5 separate regions of the Mus musculus genome follow, and regions 1, 2, 3 and 5 are each linked to region 4. The links are chromatin contacts, called in public ChIA-PET, capture Hi-C and promoter capture Hi-C maps. All regions are on one chromosome and are shown on one strand. The core of a region is the stretch at or near the end of the contact, and the rest is flanking DNA. Distances in the headings are between cores, read along the strand shown.

Region 1 (4,017 bases), core at 203-2,702, 870 kb before region 4:
TACTTTGACCAACTTGGAGCTACATCGTGAGTTCCAGGGTTAGAGAATGAGACCTTGTCTCAACAAGATAAAGTGGAAGTACTGAAAGAAACACGCTCTCATGTGGCTCCTGGTAAGTGTCAGAGGTTTGTTAGAGCTGTGGCCAGACATTTCCCTAGAGATGAAGCCCTTGTCACTCCTTGCCAACAAAAAAACAAAAACCAAAAACCAAAACAAAGCCACCACAACATTCTGGCGTTATAAAGGCTCAAGTATAGGTCTCTCTTCTGGTCCTGCTGCTTAGGAAGCTAGACCCTATGAGAGATTAAACAACAGGAAAACTGAAATAAGATAAAGCTTGGATACCCTAAGTTTTTATTAGTGATTTACAATGTCTTAACATTTTTTGAGTCTCCAGATACATAATAACAATGTCCTTAGAGAAGCAGGAGTGTAGCCATCTGAGCCACTGAAGGCCTGAAGCTGGGGTCATCCAGCCCTGTGGAGATGAGGTGAATAGATATCCAGAGAGGCAGGTGAGTGTGTAAGCCAGTGAAACCCGAAGGAACAAGGCCTCCTTGACAGTGGCCAACTATCAAGACATCCTGCCAGGACCTTCACAGCCACCTTATTGTTGTGCAAATGTTCTCACAGATGGTGAGACCGTTTAGGGCTTGAACATTCATGCCTCAGCTGCCCTTTCTTAGGTTCATAACTAGAGAGATGAAAGGACAGTCCCTGAAGTGGTTTCCCCTCCCCTCTTCAGTGCTGATGGGATGAATGGTGGGCTGTGTGGGACTAGGGTCCTTCTGCTTAAGCTTCTTGAATCCTAAGACGCTACAAGTCTTCATTTGGGGGAAAGGATGGTAAACAGGTAAGGGGAGAAGCCAGTGAGGAGAGAGGGAACCAGAGAATGAATTGTAGTAGAGAGGAGAAAGCACCAGCTTCCAGAGCCATCCCAGACCCCTGTAAACAGAGCACCCCAAACAACAGTCGCGAGGTCTGGGGATCTTTTCTGTGAGGTTATGTCCTATTATGTCTCTTTGGAAATTTGTGTCTGTGAGAGGACGTGTCAGATGGTTGGGAAAGCTCGGGAAGAAATAGGGGATAGTCTGTCTGTGTTTGTCTCTCGGGGAAAATGCAGGTACCATTACACGAAGGCTGCTTCTGGTCGAACACGATGTGTATCGTGGGAACGCGGTGAGGGTTTCAGGAGACTGTGTTGTGGGCAGGAGCGTTGGCGCAGTCTCTTCTCTGCCCTGTCCTTGGTCCCATCAGTCCTGCCCTGCTTGTGTGAGTGCGGGGCACCCAGCTCTCTCCGCAGCTTCCCCTCGGCTGCGTCCTGCCCCGCCCCTTATGGACGCGCCCGGCGAGCCCTCGCCACCTACTTCCCGCCACCTACTTCCCTGCAGTGGACGCGTCTGTCCCTCGGCGCTTGCTGGTTGCGCGCACGCGCGCCCACAGATCCGCGCGCACTGATGACGCAGCACTGACGACACACGCACGACGCAAGTCCCCAGGACCCTGGCTTCCGGCCGCGGCGGCCCTAGCGCCGCGCGACCGGAGAGATCGCCTGGTTGCGAGCGGTATGCGGTGCTGAGGAGCCACAGTCCCTACGACGGCGCCATGAACCTCCTGCCGTGTAACCCTCACGGCAACGGGCTGCTGTACGCCGGCTTCAACCAGGACCACGGTGAGACCCCGGGCCCAGCTCCGTGGTAACACCCCAGCCCTTCCGGGAGACCCCGACCCAACGCTACCGCGACCGCAGGGCCCCGGAGCTGTCGCGAGCGTCCCCCGGACCCTAACCGGAGACTCGGTCGCGCCCTGAGAGCTCAGACTCTGGCGGCTCTTTCAGGAAATCTCCGAACCGCTCTGTAGGGAGGACCCCCCCCCCCCGCGGTCCTTTCCAGCCCGGGCACCCATAGCGGGGAGAAACACCCACCCCACCCCACCCCTCCGCGCGCTGCCGCCGCCCGGGTCGGCGGGCAGTGCCACTTTTTTACCGGGTACCTAAGAACCCGCAGGCTTACTGCTGGGCGTCAGGGTCTCCAGCGCTTACGTTGCCAGCGGGTGGCGTAGCGGGACCTGCCCGTCGCGGGGCGGCAGTTTGTCGTGGTTCTTGCGGCTGGCACCTTCGTGGAGTGTAGGTTCTTCGCCTTGATGTCTTAGCTGTACGCCTCTCCCTCCCCTCTGGTATTTTCTTCTGTTCTGTAGGATGAAAGGACTTACATGATTTGCGTTCCCGTGACTGCCTCTTGCCTCTTGAGTTTGGGGTCTTGGAGAAGGTATTCTTGCTTCCAAGATAATGGGCGGGAACCCCTCTTAGTGGGGATTATATCCCCGAGACGCTTTTTCTGCGTAACCCTCACTGTCCTGGAACTCACTCTGTTGACCCTGTCTCTGCCTCCCGGGGTGCTGAGATTAAAGGAGTGTGCCACTATGTCAGCTAACTTCCCTTTTCTAAATCTCCTCAAGGGAAAAGGGTAAAGGCTGATACTCTGGGCTTCTAAGAGTTATAACATCTTAGCTTTCCGTATGTAAAATTTCGAGGTGCTGTAGCAAATGTATGACTTACTGTCTTGGAAAGTGAACTTAACTTGATTTTTGTTATTGTTGGGACTGGATCTTGCTCTCCTGTTCAAGCTTATCTTAAGCTGTGCTCCAGGAATCTTCCCTTCACAGTCCCTGGAGCAAGTGGGATTGCATGCTCACTCTATTGCCCCTGGCTAAGAAGATGAGTTTTTTTGATTTTTATGTTTATTTTTATTTTTGAGACAATTGGCACTGTGTATCTCTGGCTGTCCTGGAACTCCCTAAACCTCCTTAAAAATGTTCACCACCTGGCTGTTTTTATTTTTGAGGTGGGGATCTTACTATTACAGACTATAGTTAGGTAGTGCTTTAAGTAGGTAGTGCTATTGTGCATCCCATTTGCATATATTCTCTTAGAGTCCATGTGCTAGGCATTTGAAGAAGTTTGAGGGATGCGTTCACTATAATCAGAACCTGTAGGATAGCTATAAGCTATAACATTTCCAAGGTAAACCAAGGTAAGAGGGAGAGAATGTGCATAGCCCATTACAAGTGTGGAAAGCCTTCCTTTAGATCGGACAGAGATAGGCAAAAGTATTATTGTCCTGTGGAAGCACAGACAGTTCTGGGAAGAGAGCAGTTAGACTCCAGTGTGGTGGCCTTGAGCAGTACGGGATTCCAGGCCTGGTTGCAGTGTTAGGGTTGGTCCCATTGTGGAACTGTGAAGGAGCAAGCGCATGTAGCATCAGCACGTGGGGGCTGAGAGGCTCATGGACATCATATGAGTTCCAGGACAGTTAGGGCTACACAGAGAAACTCTGTCTTGTAAAACCAGAGGGAGAGAGAGGAGAGAGAGAGAGATTAGCTTTTATCCAGGTGTGGTGGCACATACCTTTAGTCCTAGCATGTGGGGAGGCAGAAGCAAGCAGATCTCTTTTGAGTTTGAAGCTAGCCATGTCTACAGAATAAGTTCCAAGACAGCCAGAGCTACATAGAGAAATCCTGTTTCCAAAAAGAAAGAGAGACAGACAGACAGACAGACAGAGAAAAAGAAAATAGCTCTTGAGCTAGCAAATTGTCTAAGTTACTTTTCTGTGTGATGAGACACCATGACCCAAGTCAACTTATACAGGAGTTCATTGTGAACTTAGAGTTTCAGAGGGTTAGGGTCCATGACCGTGATGTCAACGGGGAAGCAGGCATGTCACTGCAGCAGTGGCCGAGAGCTTACACCTGTTCCACAAGCAAGAAACAGAGACTGAGACTGGGAATGGTGTGAACTTTTTGGAGCCTCAAAGCATGCTCCAAGCGACACACCTTTTCTATCAAGACCGTATCTCTTAATCTTTCCTAAATAGTTTCTTCAACTAGGCAACAGGTATTCAAAACCATGAGCTGATTGGGGCCATTCTAACTCAGACATTCACAGGAATGTAGCCCAGTTTATGGAGCTTTCATGAGGTCATATAGGTTTGGGCTCCAGTACTTCCCTTAACTGGAGTG
Region 2 (4,105 bases), core at 1,534-4,033, 720 kb before region 4:
TTTCTATTCCTGCACAAACATCATGACCAAGAAGCAAGTTGGGGAGGAAAGGGTTTATTCGGCTTACACTTCCATACTGCTGTTCATCACCAAAGGAAGTCAGGACTGGAACTCAAGCAGGTCAGGAAGCAGGAGCTGATGCAGAGGCCATGGAGGGATGTTCTTCATTGGCTTGCCTCACCTGGCTTGCTCAGCCTGCTCTCTTATAGAACTAAGACTACCAGCCCTGAGATGGTCCCACCCACAAGGGGCCTTTCCCCCTTGATCACTAATTGAGAAAATGCCTTACAGTTGGATCTCATGGAGGCATTTCCTCAACTGAAGCTCCTTTCTCTGTGATAACTCCAGCTGTGTCAAGTTGACACAAAGCTAGCCAGTACAATTGACCCCTTGTCAACTTGACACACAAACACATCACTAGTAAGCCTCAACCCTTACAATCTTATTCATCCCCATTCTAAATAACTTTAAAAGTCCCACAGTCTTTACATATGCTTAAAATTTCAATCTCTTTAAAATATCCATCTCTTTTAAAATCCAAAGTCTTTTTACAATTAAAAGTCTCTTAACTGTGGGCTCCACTAAAACAGTTTCTTCCTTCAAGAGGGAAAATATCAGGGCACAGTCACAATCAAAAGCAAAAGTCAATCTCTAACCGTCCAATGTCTGGGATCCAACTCACGATCTTCTGGGCTCCTCCAAGGGCTTGGGTCACTTCTCCAGCCAGGCCCTTTGTAGCACATGTGTCATCCTCTAGGCTCCAGATGCCTGTACTCCACTGCTGCTGCTGCTCTTGGTGGTCATCTCATGGTACTGGCATCTCCAAAACACTGCATGACCCCTTCAGTCCTGGGCCATCAATTGCAACTGAGGCTGCACTTTCACCAATGGCCTTCCATGGCCTCTCACAGTGCCAATCCTCAGCTGTTCTGCTCAACTCCTTCATGCCTTCAAAACCAGTACCACCTGGGTGACTCTTACACATTACCAAGTCCAGCCACAGCACAAGGTACAACTTTGGCTATATCTGGAACACAGCCACTGTGCTCTCAGAAAACACCTCCCAGAAGATGTCACCTCAATGATGCTGGTCTCTTCTTAATCACCGCTAATTTCTTAGCTCCAGCTAACCAGCATCAATAGTCCCAGTAATGCAAAGTTTTTGCTTTAGTAGTTCTGGTATCTTGTTAATCACAGCTGATTCTTCAGCCCCAGCTAACCAGAACTACAGAATCTTCACAATCAAAACAGCAATGGCCCTGAAAAGAGTCTTTAATTTTCCCTCTGAAATTTCACAAACCAAACCTCCATCTTCTGCACTGTTCTCAACATTATCTTCCAAGCTCCTACACAACATCTGACAGAGCTCTTAACAACGAATGGATCTTCAAGCCCAAAGTTCCAAAGTCCTTCCACAGTCCTCCCCAGAACATGGTCAGGTTGTCACAGGAATACCCCACTCCTGGTACCAATTTGTCTTAGTCAGGGTTTCTATTCCTGCACAAACATCATGACCAAGAAGCAAGTTGGGGAGGAAAGGGTTTATTCGGCTTACACTTCCATACTGCTGTTCATCACCAAAGGAAGTCAGGACTGGAACTCAAGCAGGTCAGGAAGCAGGAGCTGATGCAGAGGCCATGGAGGGATGTTCTTCATTGGCTTGCCTCACCTGGCTTGCTCAGCCTGCTCTCTTATAGAACTAAGACTACCAGCCCTGAGATGGTCCCACCCACAAGGGGCCTTTCCCCCTTGATCACTAATTGAGAAAATGCCTTACAGTTGGATCTCATGGAGGCATTTCCTCAACTGAAGCTCCTTTCTCTGTGATAACTCCAGCTGTGTCAAGTTGACACAAAGCTAGCCAGTACACCACCCCACCCCCTCCTGAGGAAGGAGGATTAAAGTTTAAGACTTGCCTGGGCTATAAAGGAAGGTCAAGGCTAGACTTTGCAACTTAATAAGACCCTGTCTCCAGACTAATAAGTAAAATAAGGACTGGATTGCTTAGTGGTACAACACTTGTCTAGCATGCAGAAGGCCTTAGGTTCAATTCCTCGTACTGAAAAACAATTAAGGCAGTGGTAATTTGGAGAGATGGTGACTAGCTCCGTGATACAGCACCGGCTGCTCATTATGCCAGGAACCCTGCGATCCACCCTGGCTACTGCAAATAACAACAACAATAACCTGAAAAGGGAATAAACTCTACATATATCAGAACTGACTATAGTTTCCATTACAGTTCATTTCTGGAGGACACTGAAGCAGTCAAGATATTAGAAACAGTTTTCCTACCTTCTGTAAAATCACAAGCGATTATTAAAAAGAATTACAGAGTTGTGCATCCAGTTGCATGATTTCACCTGCTCGTCCTGTGCAAGGACTCAAAAGTCCTAGCCTTAGGAACCACACCCCCCCTACGCTCGCCCTCAATCCCCAACCCTGCCCGACCTGCCACTCTCAGGCAGTTCAAAGTCCCTGACAGGCTTCTCAATGCAGCTCTCGGGGCCGGGGAAAGGAGAGGGCGGCGGCCGTAGGAGACAGGTCATCCGGGCCCAGCACAATCGGTGGCTGTGGGCTTGACTCACCCGCGTCGCCGCCGCAGCCCAGCTACAGGAGAAGACAGAATTCCGCAGGTGCCTCAGGGTTGCAGTGCCAAGGGCCGAGAAGGCTCCGCCTCCCCCCACCCCACCCCACCCCCGCCACCGCTCGGCCTCCGATTGCTCTCGTCTGGCCGTGAGCCGGACGAAGACCGAGCGCGTCGCTCCCGCGTCCCGACCCCGTTCCCGCCTCGCTTTCGCTGTCGCAGCTATTGCCCCGAGTTTGGTGGCTCTCGTGTCGTAGCTGGCTCTGCGACGGCTGGGCCCGATGGCGCCTCAGCGGAGGGGACCACCCAGAATTCCCGAGGGAAGTAGTGCTGCAGAGCGCCGGCGCGCGACCAGGTAGCGGGATCCTTAGGGACCGGGAGGCCGCGCGCCACAGCGGGCGGAGCCTGACTGGTGTGTGTGGGCGTGGCCACTCCGAGGGCGGGGTCGGAGGGAGGCAGAGCGTGGTCTTGATTGCTGTGTCCTTGGCAGAGTGAGGCGTGGCCATCCCAGGGGTGGGACCTAACAGGGGTGGGACGTGCTCATGACAAGGCGGGGTCTGACTCGTGTCTGGGTTGGTCCCTGGCTAGAGGTGACAGGTGGGACCAGCCCTACTGAGACTTGAGCAGGCTTAATTTAGAGAGAGGGCGTGGTAGTGTGGGCGTGATTGATGTGTTGGGGCGTGACTTGGTTAGTGTATCCTGCGGCATCCTTTCTATAGTGAAAATGTCCACGTGGCTGCCCACCTCCAAGCTCTGCACAGAGGCCCTGCCCACAGGAAACCTCTTCTTGGAGTCGAGCTGCATTCAGTCACGTGAACAGGTTTCTCTCGCTAGGGACCCTTTTTGAGCCTTTAGGACTCCCCACCCACTACATGGTCTGTCTCCTCACATCTCTGCTGGTTACCTCATCCCAGCCTTTCACACCTCACCTATCCAAAACTGGCCTTGTGAGCCTCTGTCAAACCCACACCTGAAATGGTAACTAAGAAACGGAGTCCTTAGGGACAGGGACCTAACTCTGACAATTCTGCATGTATTTTGAGACCTTTCCTGGACAGCAGAGCTCAGCCACTCTAGTTATACACACAGAAGTGTAGAGACACAGACACAGCTTCATCAGGGACCGGACCACACAGACCTGGGTCGTAGAGGAAACTTACACATATCATTTCTGACATTCTTCTGTGCTCTTTCTGGCTCCAGGTTTATGATTTGAGTTAAGTAGATATGCTTCATGTACGCTGGTTTACGTACACATGTGTTCGTGTAGAAACACAGGCTTGGGATGGGGCAGTCATATATGGATGCATGAGTGATCAGAGACTCACATGCCCTGACAATCCTCCAAATAGGTGCTCTGTGGGCTGGACAGAAATTACCTATGGTCAGCCCACAATTTTTTTGCCCATTGAAGCACATATTCAGCCCTGTCTGGTCAGAGAAGACAGGTCCATATACTGCCTGGGAAGCTCTTCTGAGGGGTGGTGATGGTGGGCATCCTGATAAGCTTGAGTTGTG
Region 3 (4,233 bases), core at 967-3,466, 550 kb before region 4:
ACATCTTTAAATCCCAGCACTTGGAAGGCAGAGGCAGGGGGGTGTCTCTGATCTACATAGGGAGTTTTATTCCAGCCAGGATGATCCAGTGAGACTGTGGGGAGAGAAAGGGAGAAAGGGGGAAGGGGTAGAGGAGGAGGAGGGAGGAGAGGGAGAGAGAGCACACAACTGGGCATCGTGCCTTCAGCTGAATCACTCATCTCAGAGCCTCTCCACACCCTAATCCTCTGCAGTGTCTGCAAGGGCCACACCACGCCAGCTTTTCTTCAGGAGACTTCATGACTCAGTAATAAACTCTGGTGACCCAGCTGTCGTTGGGCTCTCACCACAAGGGGGCAGAGTTGACCTGCCTTACAGGGAGCCCTAAGGAACAAAGAATTTCTGGAGCTTGCTCTCCCCAGGGACCTCTCTACAGATCCTCACCCTCCCTCATCTCCATCTCCACCCTCTGTTTCTCTTGGACCCATATCGTGTCTTATTGTAATCCAAACTTGGGTGAGTTTGCCTCCTACATACTCCATAACCCAGTCTTCAGATAAGCATCTGTGATTCTGATCATTAAACGAGAACAGTAAACCAAGGAAACAGTCAACTTCTGGAAGATATGATTGTTAGAAACAAACCCACAGAATATCATTTGAGCCTGGCTGATGGTGCATGCTTTTAGTCCCAGCATTTGGGAGGCAGAGGCAGGTGAGTCTCAGAGTTTGATGCCAACCTGGTCTACAGAGTGAGTTCCAGGATAGCCTGGGCTACACAGAGAAACCTTATCTCACAAAACAGCAACAACAACAAAAACCACTCGAGCTGAGACCTGAAAATGAAGCCCCGAGCTAAAGACGCTGCCTGGTGAGCTGGAGAGATGGCCCAGTGGAGAAGACCCTGCCTGATGACAGTGGCCTCCAGAGTCACAACCACAGTGCATCTGATGCTACCGCCCAGCACCCAGATGCACAGAGTCTGTGCCTCTTCAATCAAAATAAATGCACTGGGGTTTGGGTCATCACCTCCTCCTGGAGCCCTGGAGCCCTTAGGCACAGCCCATAGGGCCCTGTGTGTCTATGATCTCTGAAACTTGAGGCATGGTGCCCCAAACAGTCAAAAGTGTCGATGCACGAAGACCACATCAAGGTCAGCCCTGCAGAGGTGGCAGCACTCCAGTCCATGTGCCCCTGGTGTGGCCACGGGCATCCTAGGAAGGAGACTAGGTCTAGGTCTTTGACTGTTCTTACTTCCCTGTAAAGTCTGTCTTTCCATGAACTTCTCCCCTGGGGGCTAGGTGCTGATTTCTTTACTGCCCACCTGACCCAGCTCCCCTCGTATTTCTCTCCAATATTCTCAGGCTGCACAGTTCCATACCTGCTGTCCCTGTGTTACCACAGGTGACCTGTCCCTCCCCAACCCTTTGTTCCTAAAATCTTCCAACTTTGACCTTCCTTTACCTGAGTCCCTCTCCCATGTGCCCTCAAGTACCCCGCATGGCACCCCTGTCTACACCATAGCATTCCAAACCCACCTACAGGGGGAGCATCTTCCCCCTTAGAGTAGGACCCCGGAGGAACTGCTTTGAGTCCCTATGTGACACTGTACACACACACACACACAAACTCACCCCTCAGTGTGACACACTGGCTCTGGTACCAGCAATAAAACTCATGGTTGACAAGAGTCCTAGCTCTCCCCCAACCTGGGAACCAGACACAGGGCCCTCGGTTTTGTCCCAGAAGGCAGATTGCTATTGAAGGGGCTCCTAGCCGCCCTTTGGCCTAGCAGATCTGGCTCAATCATGCTTCTAAGGAAGGATCACCCAGGCCGCCAAGGCAACCACAGCCAAGGCTACTGGGTATGCTGTGTCAGGCTGAAACCCCAGTGTGTCCAGACAACAGGTGAGACCACAGACCTGAACACATCCCAGCAGAAAATGACACAAAAGACCAGAGGAAACTTCAACTCCCTCCCGGCCTCTAAACCTTTAAGTCCCTCTAATTTTTCTTCCAGGTTACAGGACTAGTTCTTATTTCTTCTTCCTCTTGACGTCTCCTGTGGAGACTCTTGGTTAAAGATGATAAAGATGTGGGCCAGCCAACCAGCCAGGGAGGACAGTTGGGGTCAGGTGGCTTCCTCCACCTGGCTTGTTGTGTTCCCTGCCCACCAAGCTCCACCTTCATCTTCAGGAAGCCCTCCCTCGGAGCTTCACCACCAATCGCATTGAACTGCCACACCCCTGTTTCTTCCTCTCAGGGTTTTTGGTGTGAACTTTCACAGTGCTCAGTAATGTGTTGTAGCCAGAGTGGCTGATTTGGCTCAGATCACCTGGATTTGGGCGTCATGACTCAGCAGGCAGTGCTGGCTTTGCTGCTTACACTGGCCGGAATCCTGCCTGGCCCCCTGGATGCCCAAGGTAAGCATCCCTGTAGCAGGGCTCCCAGAGAGCATCTCACACACCCACCTGGGGAAGGGTTGGCCCTGACTTGACTTCCCCAAGTCTTAGTCTTAGACCTGGAATAGTCCCAGCTCCGTGGAAAAGCAGAGACTTGAAAGCTTTAGTTTACAGGACTAACATCTACCCTTGGTGCTTGTGAGAACTGTGTTCTTCAGTTCCCTTTCAGAGCAGCTGTCTGTGGGAAGTCTTGTGGTAAGGTGTAAAAGATCTACAATAAGATTATGGGAGGCTCAGGCTCCCAGGCACAATTCTTGTGCAAAACCAGCATAGTGTTCATTCTGTGAGATGCTGAGGTTTGTACTCAGTCTTGCCTACAGGAAAGTGGGTGGTGTGGGTGCCAGGCACGGCAAACGGGGCTGGAATCTGAAAGAGTGAGTATCCCATGAACAAGTCAACATGTGCCCCTTGCGCAGAGCCACAGGCTCTGGATGCCTAGAAATGATGGGGGGAAGGAGGGTGATGAAGAAACCAGCATCGGAAAGAGTAGGCAAAGAGGAGATAGGACTATGGCTGTCTGGGAGTGACTGACTCACTTAAAAGAGAAAGAAAGAGTACAGCCAGGGTGGGGAGTAGTCAAAAGGGAAGTCCTTGTGTTGAGATGCAACAAAGTTGCCAAGTTCCTATAGCATTTCTGCAGAGAGGGGTGTGATGGAGGAGGCATCTCACAGGAATACAAAATGGGAGAAAGAAACCTGGAGGTGTAGAGAGTGCAGCCCCTGTGCACAGCAAAATGAGACAGCATGTGTGAGCATGCGGGTGCGGGTGCTGTGAGAGATGCTCAAGAGTGTGCAAGGACATACATGAATGTAGGATCTGTGGAGCCTCTGAGATACGTGTTAGCGTGTTTGAGTCACCGTGTGCTGTGCGCCAGCTTGGTGCTAACTGGCTGGTTCTTCACAGACGTACACCAGTCCCCCCGACTCACGATTGCCTCTGAGGGGGATTCTGTCAACATCACCTGCTCTACAAGAGGGCACCTGGAAGGGATCTTAATGAAGAAGATCTGGCCTCAGGCTTACAATGTGATTTACTTTGAAGACCGGCAGGAGCCCACAGTAGACAGGACCTTCTCAGGCCGAATTAATTTCTCTGGTTCCCAGAAGAACCTGACCATCACCATAAGCTCCCTCCAGCTGGCAGACACTGGAGACTACACCTGCGAGGCTGTCAGGAAAGTCAGTGCCCGTGGCTTGTTCACCACGGTTGTGGTGAAAGGTAAGGATGTGCCCATCTGACTGTTGGCCAGGCCAGGAGCCCACTGGCTGCTAGAGACCTTCTTTGCACTTGTTGGAGCTGTCTGCTCAGAGCCCATTTCTTCCTGGAAACCTCCTAATGGTGCCCACACCTGGCTTGAACCTCAAGGCCTCCAATGAGGATCCCCACCTCACCTGCTTGTGTCCTCTCCTACCAATGGCTTTGTGTTCATTTTCCCAGAAAAATCATCCCAAGAAGCATACAGATCCCAGGAACCTCTGCAGACATCATTTTCCTTCCCAGCTGCCATTGCTGTAGGCTTCTTCTTCACCGGGCTGCTCCTTGGGGTGGTGTGCAGCATGCTGAGGAAGATACAGGTCAGTGTGAGCCTACGGCTATTATCACAGGCTTAAGGCAGAGATCAGTCAGGATGCACATGATAAGATGCAGAGAACCCTTGGGTGAGGCATCTCTCAGGGACACAGAATGGGAGAGTGAAGCCGAGAGGGAGAAAGTGGGGCTTCTAACCAGGCCCCAAAATGAGTGTGTGAACATGTGTATGTGCCTGTGTGTGCATGCGTGTGTGTGTGTGTGTG
Region 4 (4,057 bases), core at 201-2,700:
TCCTCTCTTCAGATCATTTTTCCCACCAGTGTAGCTCAGAGGGCAGAAGGAAAGCTAGCTTACAGAATCGAGGTCCTGATCCCCAGAACCCATGCGGAAGGGGAGAACCCCCAAAAGCTGACCTTTGACCACCCCCTGCTCATGCACACCCACACACATGCACGCACTAGTAAAGATCTCGAATGCCTTCGGCAGAAAATTTCCCAAAGCTATTGCAGGGAGCCCACAGCAGAACACAGGGATTACAGCTACAGACTCAAGGAGGAACAGGGAAATACCTAAGTTATTGAGTCGGGCAGTTAACTGGGCACACAGAACTGGGTCTTCCTGTGGCCTAGGCTCACCTCAGAGGCCGGTGCTGCAGCAGAGACGGGACCAGGCACCATGCCACCCATTGGCATAAGGCCGACATCCTGGATCTTCAATGTTTTCTGTAGGATGAAGGAGAGGTCTCAGTGGCTGCTTATCAAACCCTAAATGGAGGTACAAATGGAGGTACAAGCCTATTTGGCCCTACCACCTAGGAAAGTACATTTGATAATTTACCAAACTCCCAAAACACCCCAGAAGAGACAGGGACCTCTGACCTTTGTTTGGTAAAAATACAACTAGAAGGCAGGGACTTTAGTCCTGGCCTGTGCCGATCTCTCCTAATACCTTCAGGAGTTCGTTGAGGTCTGAGATCTCCAGGAGCGTAAGGCTGGCAATGTCTTGGACCAGCTGCTGGATCTTGGGGGGGTATTCTTTGGGAGCATTATCCAGAGGTGCGCCGGCGAGTGCTTCACTCCTTCGGTGGCTGCTGCTTCTCAACTGCCGCGCTGCACAGACGCTGGGCATCTGTTGCCTACCCCAGGCAAACAGCCGTTAGATCAGAAAAAACGGGAGACTCAAGGGTACAAGATCCATGTGCTCAGTCTGCCACCGCTGAGGCCAGGCTCCACAAGCTGGGGTTAAGGGACCCGAAAAAGCTTTCCTACATTTCCCATAGAGCCTCAGGAGCCCACGACTATGTCTGCAATACTGCCCAGAACGGCAGGCTTCTGGTTGAATGGAATACATCAGCCTGGCGGGTGCACAGTGCTGCACCAAGCCTTCCAAAGCACGGGGCTCGGGCTATGCTGCCGACCACGGCGATGGGTCTCAGCGGCGGGAAGCTGGGGACGAAAGGTACCTGCACCCAAGGTCGCCCAGGCCGAGCCGCCCTCTCCACGCCCCGCAGGCTGGGCCGCGGAAGGTGGCGATGCGCCCGTCACCCCTTCCCTCTGAACCTACTTCCTGCCCGCCGCCCCGGCAATGGCGCTCTAGACCACCGCTTTACCTGGCAAGGCGAAGCGCTGCCCCCCGGAGTCCAAGCCGTGGCCCCCACAGGCAGCGGCTAGCCGCCACCGGCAGCATAGCTCCGCAAGCGGGAAGGTCACACGCGGCTCTAAGCGGAAGCGACGCTCTATCCGGGAGGAGGCGAGCTGTCCGGGCCGCTCTAGCCCGGGTTGGCTCCTGGTATTACGCACTAGGCGGTGCGACGCGCAGGCGCGGAGACAATACTGGGTTGGCGCTTTCTCCATCAGTCGTGTTCCGCACGCCTTTGTCTCGCCAGGGGAATAAGTAGGCGCCCCCACCCCTTTACCTACGGAACTCATAGCCCCTTGAATTCAACTCAGTGGTCCAAGAGGTTAGCAACCTCAGGAGCCCAGTACTCTAAACCTAGGAGAAGGAAGGGCCTGGAGTCCTCCCAAGAGCTCACTAGGCGGAACCGCCTCCTTTGAGTGCACACTAAGGCGGGCGCTTAGCGGGGAGGGAAAGAGCAAAACTTGAGACCTCACAGAAGTCAGGTTGAACCGTATATTTCAGGGTGAGCTATTGAGAGCTAAAACCTTAAGCAGTGGGTAATCCTGAGGGCAGTTGGGCTGCAAAAGCCCGCGTTTGCACCCTTCCTCACCCGCCTGGTGATGTATCCTGCACCAGATGAGTCTGCAGAATCCCCACCAGGAAGGAGACTGTTGGCAAGTCCACGGTTTCTCAGCCAGTACCCAGCACACTCCACAACAGATGCAGACTATTAAATTGTTGGTCCAACCCAGCCTGCTGCCCGAACAATCAATCATGAGAGTTTTGAAATACATTTTATTTTCACTGCTCTGCACTGAGAGATGACATCCAAGGAGAAGGGGAGACAGAGATACCTAAAGCTTCTACCCTTGCTGTGCAGGAGCCACATGGTTCTTCTGGGTACCAGGGCCAGGCCTGGACACCACACAGTTAGTTCACATCAGACTCCGGGCCAGGCTAAGCATCCCCACAGCATTCACCTGTGGCACCCAACACAGCCGGGCACTCTCCAGAGAAGGTTCTACTTGCCCTGCAGAGCCCCAGTCCCGGGGAGGTCAGACGGCATCAGGACTGAAGCAGGGAACCAGTGATAGGAGCCAGACCACCGAGGACAGGGAAGAGGGCCAAGGGGGAAGGCCCACCCCTTGCTCACAGAAGGGACACTACAGGGCAGTAATAGGGGAGGAATGGCTAGTTAGACATATAAGTGGTTTCTGGTGAACTGTAGTGTTACTCTGCATGGTGAGCGCCAGACTCAAGGTCAGTCAAAGGAGATGAGCTGGGCCTCACTGCCCTGTGCTGGCGGTCCCTGTGTAGGCGCTGGCTGGGCCACAGGGGGTTGCTGCTGGGGAGGGCCGGTGCTGGGGGCCATCTGGAGAGAAAGAGCAGATAGGCTCATCACCCCCCTTCACAAACAAAACCTTCGGCTTAGAACAAGCTTCACCTTAGCACATAGTAGATCAGGTTGTTACCAATATGGCAATGGCACGTGTGATCTCTTGTAAACTTGTCTCCTGTGCAATATGGACGCATGTGTACATACGTGCACTTAATGGCATGTCATGATTCTGTCTGCTGAGCAAAGCCCCTGATGCACCCAGTGCAAGGGATCAAAGGAAGCTCAGAAGTCCAAGGGCAGGCCGCTGGGAGACGGCTCACCTGCTGGTACAGGGGCTGCTGCCCTGGGATGTAGGGCTGCTGGGCTGGCAGAGACGCATCCTGCCCGGGAAGGGCGGTCATGAGATTCTGTGGGAAGTAAGATGGAGCCCGACACTGAGTTATCTGTGACCAGACACAAACAGACCCTCCTGGCTGGAAGAAAGCAGAAGCGAGAGCAAGGAGGAGAGGGCCTGCCTGGGATAGCCCTCTGTGCCTAGCAAAGACTAGGTCTCTTTACCTGCATATTGTACGGCTGGTAGCCCATGGACATTGGCTGGCTCCCCATGTAGCCTATGTTGCTGGTCTGTGGAGGCTGTGAGATGGCTGGGAGGCTCTGTGGGGCCTGAGAAGCCACGCTCTATGGAAGGAAGGCAGTGAGGTGAGGGAAAAGATGAGGAACAGGCAACGGCTGGGTGTAGATGCTGGGTGCCCACATACCTGGTAGCCTGGGGTTGGTGTGGGCTGGTAGGAGGAGTAGGCAGGACTGGTGGTGGGCCCGGCCTGGGCCTGAGGGGCTGCCTGTGCCCCAGGGGCACCTGTTGGGTACATGTAGGCGCTGACCATGCTGGGATCTGTGACAACAAAGGTGAGCTGGCTCAGCACAGAAATGAGATTAGAAAAGAACACCCTCGCCTGGGTTTCTCCTTTTGTTGTGACTTTCAAAGCCAGGGATATGTTTCACATCCTCGTAAAAGAAAAGTAAAGCCAACATGTGTGGGGGTGGGTGGGGTGGGGTGGGGTGGGATGAGGTCCTATGGGAGGGGGAAGCAAAAAAAAAAAAAAAAAAAAAAAAAAGAACCAAGTTCTTTTTGTTTTCATAGTGCAAGGGGCTGAGCCCAGGGTCTTATCCACATTGGGCAAGCACTCTCTACCTGAGCTACAGCCCCACCCTTCAAACTGTCTTGGAACAAGTGGTAGTCAGACTGAAGGAGTTAGGGAGAGCTGACACTGATAATTTCTGAAGCCCATACTTGGAGTTTCAAAACTGAGACCACAGCAACAAAGACAAACAGTCCTGACTTACAGCAGCCCAGGCTAACACTTCAGAAAAGACCACTATGATAGAAATGAA
Region 5 (4,152 bases), core at 628-3,127, 750 kb before region 4:
CTCCAAAGGTGTACCAGCATTCCTGACTAGTCCTAATATTTTCTAAGACAACTGTGACTGTAACCTTCTCTGTGAATCCATAGTGTGGCATGACACATGCAGTAGCCTCTTCAGAGCATGAAGTGAGACAGGTATGAAGCTCAGCTCCAAATGTGATACAATATGTGATACAATGTGATACAGTATGTACAAACAAGCATCACAACTAGCTGAAACAAGAACTGAACTAAACAAGCAGCTTAGTTAACTTAAACAGCAAGCTTAAAGAATCATGGAACTTGACCCTCAAGTCTGCATGCATTACAGAATGTGAGTTCCTTCCATTTTATAGAATAAGGTTTCAACACTGTACCACAATATTCCTATTTCTCAAGCAGTTCCTGGCCTGGTATGTTTGAGAAGACTCAAGACTGTCCTATACATGGCTCTTCCCACTTTTACTTCAGTCTTTCTTAGAGCAGTGAAGTGCAAGGTAGTATAAGACTGGACAGAAGAAACAACAGTAGCCACTCCACTCACACTCACGTTAGGCTGACACAAACCCGATCCACTCACGCTCACGTTAGGCTGACACAAACCCGAAGCATCTACTTGCCTCTTCACTCTCCTTGGCTGGGCTGGCCCCATCGCTTGGCTGGGCCCCATCACTGGACACATTCTCCTGGTCATCAGTTTTTGATTTTTTACTACATTCCTTTAAAAAAAAAAAAAAGGATGGGGGATGTTAGAAAGGAAAATTATTTTTCTTTTCTCTATTTTTATTTATCTATTTTTTTCCTTTTTAGATCAAGTCTTTCTACATAGTCCTGGCTGTCCTGGAACTCACCATGTAGACCAGGCTGACCTCAAATTCACAGAAAGTCTGCCTCTGCCTCCTGAGTGCTCAGATTAAGATGTGTGCTACCATATTTTTTTTTAATGAGATAGGGTCTTGATAAATTGCACTGTCTAACTTTGAGCTCCTGCCTCAGTCTCTCAAGCACTGGGATCATTGGTGTGTACCACCGAGCTCAGTCAAGAATAATTTAGTGTGATGCCAAAAACCAAAACATATCCTGAGCAGTCGATCTTACTTCTAAGAAACCCTTTCTACAAAATAAAATCATCCATACTTATAGAAGGGTACACATAAACACTCACACCCTCCATTTGTATTGTTTGTAGTAGTAATGAAGAACAGGAAGTGATCTAACGGTAATATATATAAGAACATTTAGATGTGGCTATTACACAAGATTACAGGCGATTCTCTGAAAAAAAAAAAAAACAACGTATGGAGTATTTGGATATGATACAATTCCTGTAAAAAAACAAAAAACCAAACGAGATTCCTGCACATGCATCACGTGTGAAGGCAAGTGAGGCAGCTGTCAGTCACTTCAGCCACCTAGTGGAGCAGGACAGGAGGGCCTGCCTGCCCTTTATTCCTTCTCCACTTCGTTGTATTGAAGTTTGTTGTTGTTTAAGTAGAAGAGCCGCTCAAAGCATCATTTCTAATTACTTTATTAATCGTTCACTTCCACAACAGGGTGCCGGGACTGAGATCAATCCCCGGCCCCAGAACAGTAGCTTCCACGGACAGTCCCGGCGGTGCACTCGCCTGCAGTGGACAACAGCCAGCTCGCCGCCCAGTCCTCTGCAGACAGGTGATGGCTGTCAGAGGCCGACATAACAGAGCAAGGTGCACCCGGCTGAGCCCGACCCTCACCACCGATTCCAGCCTTGGCTTTCGCCCCTAGCCCCGCCGGACGACGCACCCACCTTTCGTGTGCAGTGCTCACACTTCATCTGGAGTGGGACTGGCAGGAGGCCGACGCGCCTAAGCTGTGAGGAGTAAGGAAGACTGGAACACCGCCGCCTGCCGCCCGCTAGCGACCTGCGACCCTTTGTTGTCTTCTTGCACGGAGGCCCCGCCCCAAGGACTGTAGTAGACCAATGAGAGAGCCTAAGCAAGATGAGCCACACCCCTGAGCCAATGAAAAGAGTGCAAGGATGGTATGGCACGCTCACCCCGCCTCCGCCGCTTAAGCCAATGAGAGTGTGAGGAAGTGGCAGGTCCCTCCCAGGAGCCAATCAGAGAACGGGGGTGGAGCTTGTCCCTCGACTAGTAGTTGCCCGGCCGGGACATATCCTCCTGTCAGTTTTTGCCTGGTTAAGGACTAATGGGGAAAGTTGGCAAAGGCGGGCGTATGAGGCAGGAAGAGTGCGCTGACCGAGCGGACGAGGCCGAATCGCGGCGACCTCAGAGCGCCTTGCTCAGTGGCCGCGGCCTGGCCCGCTCAATCAAGTTAGCGTCGTAAGTTCTGCTCTACTGCGTCTCCTGGAGGGCGGAGCCGGCGCCGCCCTCTACCGCCGCCATGACCAGCCAGCGAAGCCTCACGTAGGCCGGTGCGGCACAAGTGCACATGCGCAGCAGGCTTGCTTTGCTTTATGGGCAATGCTGCTGAGTCTGGCGTGTAGATTCAAAGTAGGCTGACCTTGAATCTTGGCGAGTTAGCGCATGCCTTTAGTCCCAGAACCCAGGAGACAGAGCAAGGCAGATCTCTGAGTTCCAGGACGGCCAGTACTACACATGTACCTGTCTACAAACAAAATGACAGGTAGGATGAGCAGGCCTATTGGCAATTACCCAACACTCAGGAGGCTGAGGCAGGAAAATGATAAAATTAAAGCCAACACTGCCCTATACTGCTACACAGTGAGACCTGTCTCCAAGGCAGATTAAATGCATTATTCTTTTGTTGTGTTCCAATCCCCTGGGAAAGACCAAAGACAGACTCAATTCAAATTTAAATTAAATAAGTGCATTCTTACTCCTACCTGAAGGACAGCGGCTTTAGAGCCAAACAGCATGCTGGAAGAAGGCTAAAGGAAAGCTTTATAAAGTAGATATCATAGCTGCACACCACCTACAGAATAGGGCAAGTTACATAATATACAAAAGATGTACCTTATCTATGGAATCCACAGCTGGGCAAGAGAATCGTCCTGTGTAATAATGTACATATAACTCCCCTGGGACAGCTAAAGAAACTTACTATAGTACCAGGCATCCCTTAAAGGCCACTGACCTTTGACCTGGAATGTCAATAATAGAATGAGATTATAGGATAATGGTTTACCGAGGGAAGTGTCTCTAATAACTGAGAGCAGCCTGTTTCTGGACCAGCAGTAACAGTGCCCCCAAGTTACAGCTGGCTGTCACATCCCCAGCCCTAAATTCTCTGAATTAGCTTGTTAAATGGAGTTTGTTTTTCAGTGCCTTCTAAAAGCTGAGTTTAAACATATCATTAGAAATATAAGGGGGCTAGGGAGATGATGGCTAAGAGCACTGCCTTTCTTTCAGAGGATCAAAGTTGGTTCTTAGCACCTGTGACTGACTGGCTAGAAACTTCCCGGGCTCCAACTCGAGGGATCTAGCGCCTCTTCTGGCCACCGGAGGCAACAGACACACAGTGCATTTGCTCACATGCTGCCAAAACGCTCATAAAACAAAAAGAAATATGAATTTAGGGCCCAGTGAAACGGTTTAGTAGGTAAAGCAAGGTAAACCCCTGCAAGGTGTCCTCTCCTCCACTTGCTACTATGGATGTGCGCACACACAACATAAAGAAATAAAAATGTTAACATCATTGTGAGTTTACCTTACTTTCAGTTCACTAAAATTATTCTCAGTGATGTCGGGAGTACGGGCAGTCGCCCGAGGAGCTCCAGGTCCTATCACCAGAACCAAAACCTGTTCTGTCTCACAGCTATCTTCTGGTTCTCTTCCTCTCTCCTGTTTCATGCAATTTTCCCATGTACATGGAAAAAATATATATGTATATGTGTATGTGTGTGCATTTGTGTATATACTTGCACACATACAGATGTTGGTTCTCTCCTACCATCCTGGTTCCAAGGATCAAACTCAGAACCAACTCTAGGAGCTCAGCCATTTTGCTGATCCTCTTGATTACTAACTGCAAGGTTAGGCAAGACTAGAGAAGGGAAGACAGGAATCATAAGACTGTCTAGTTGTCTAGTTGGGGAGTTTCTTTTGTTTCTACATTCTTTGAGCTACACTCATATGAACTGTCAACACATTCTTTTTGTTCTGCACGCTTATATAGCTAAAACTGTTTTTATTCTCAAAATTCTGGTAGAAATAAC

What was found. Promoter capture Hi-C pulls out the DNA fragments that hold promoters and counts their contacts. ChIA-PET counts read pairs in DNA pulled down with a chosen protein or histone mark. Capture Hi-C pulls out chosen DNA fragments and counts their contacts.
Region 1: a contact with region 4 is called in a promoter capture Hi-C map of pre-B cells, with 4 times the contacts expected there. The contact joins the promoter of Wdr45b here to the promoter of Mrpl12 in region 4. A contact is called at or near these places in 2 of 39 promoter capture datasets (erythroid cells and pre-B cells) and 1 of 115 datasets of contacts at active chromatin or transcription factors (memory CD8 T cells).
Region 2: a promoter capture Hi-C map of pre-B cells shows a contact between it and region 4, with 2.4 times the contacts expected there. The contact joins the promoter of Ogfod3 here to the promoter of Mrpl12 in region 4. A contact is called at or near these places in 2 of 39 promoter capture datasets (neural stem cells and pre-B cells), 1 of 484 Hi-C or Micro-C datasets (embryonic stem cells) and 1 of 9 other capture datasets (embryonic stem cells).
Region 3: a capture Hi-C map of embryonic stem cells shows a contact between it and region 4, with 5 times the contacts expected there. The contact joins the promoter of Cd7 here to the promoter of Mrpl12 in region 4. A contact is called at or near these places in 3 of 39 promoter capture datasets (cranial neural crest, pre-B cells and stem cell-derived epiblast-like cells), 1 of 15 datasets of contacts at CTCF or cohesin (embryonic stem cells), 3 of 484 Hi-C or Micro-C datasets (B cells, pre-B cells and pro-B cells), 3 of 115 datasets of contacts at active chromatin or transcription factors (T-cell acute lymphoblastic leukemia, embryonic stem cells and stem cell-derived neural progenitor cells) and 1 of 9 other capture datasets (embryonic stem cells).
Region 5: an RNA polymerase II ChIA-PET map of memory CD8 T cells shows a contact between it and region 4, with 6 read pairs. The contact joins the promoter of Narf here to the promoter of Mrpl12 in region 4. A contact is called at or near these places in 2 of 39 promoter capture datasets (erythroid cells and hippocampal neurons) and 1 of 115 datasets of contacts at active chromatin or transcription factors (memory CD8 T cells).

Annotation. Positions count from the first base shown.
Region 1 is chr11:121,351,882-121,355,898 of GRCm38.p6, reverse strand. Wdr45b (WD repeat domain 45B) reads left to right here and starts at 1,452. Exons shown (of 10, transcript NM_025793.3): 1 at 1,452-1,672. The coding sequence starts at 1,606.
Region 2 is chr11:121,203,326-121,207,430 of GRCm38.p6, reverse strand. It overlaps Ogfod3 (2-oxoglutarate and iron-dependent oxygenase domain containing 3), which reads left to right and starts at 2,783. Exons shown (of 9, transcript NM_025402.2): 1 at 2,783-2,942. The coding sequence starts at 2,869. It also overlaps a transcript of Hexdc not described here.
Region 3 is chr11:121,037,461-121,041,693 of GRCm38.p6, reverse strand. Cd7 (CD7 antigen) reads left to right here and starts at 2,216. Exons shown (of 4, transcript NM_009854.2): 1 at 2,216-2,401; 2 at 3,344-3,658; 3 at 3,878-4,014. The coding sequence starts at 2,329. It overlaps Gm11775 (a long non-coding RNA gene), which reads right to left and starts at 4,011. Exons shown (of 2, transcript XR_880372.3): 1 at 3,832-4,011.
Region 4 is chr11:120,482,030-120,486,086 of GRCm38.p6, reverse strand. Mrpl12 (mitochondrial ribosomal protein L12) reads right to left here and starts at 1,450. Exons shown (of 5, transcript NM_027204.3): 1 at 1,319-1,450; 2 at 658-844; 3 at 345-431. The coding sequence starts at 1,395. Hgs (HGF-regulated tyrosine kinase substrate) reads right to left here. Exons shown (of 22, transcript NM_008244.3): 19 at 3,424-3,557; 20 at 3,224-3,343; 21 at 2,986-3,072; 22 at 2,103-2,698. The coding sequence ends at 2,588.
Region 5 is chr11:121,234,961-121,239,112 of GRCm38.p6, reverse strand. It overlaps Narf (nuclear prelamin A recognition factor), which reads right to left and starts at 1,877. Exons shown (of 11, transcript NM_026272.3): 1 at 1,762-1,877; 2 at 596-694. The coding sequence starts at 1,788.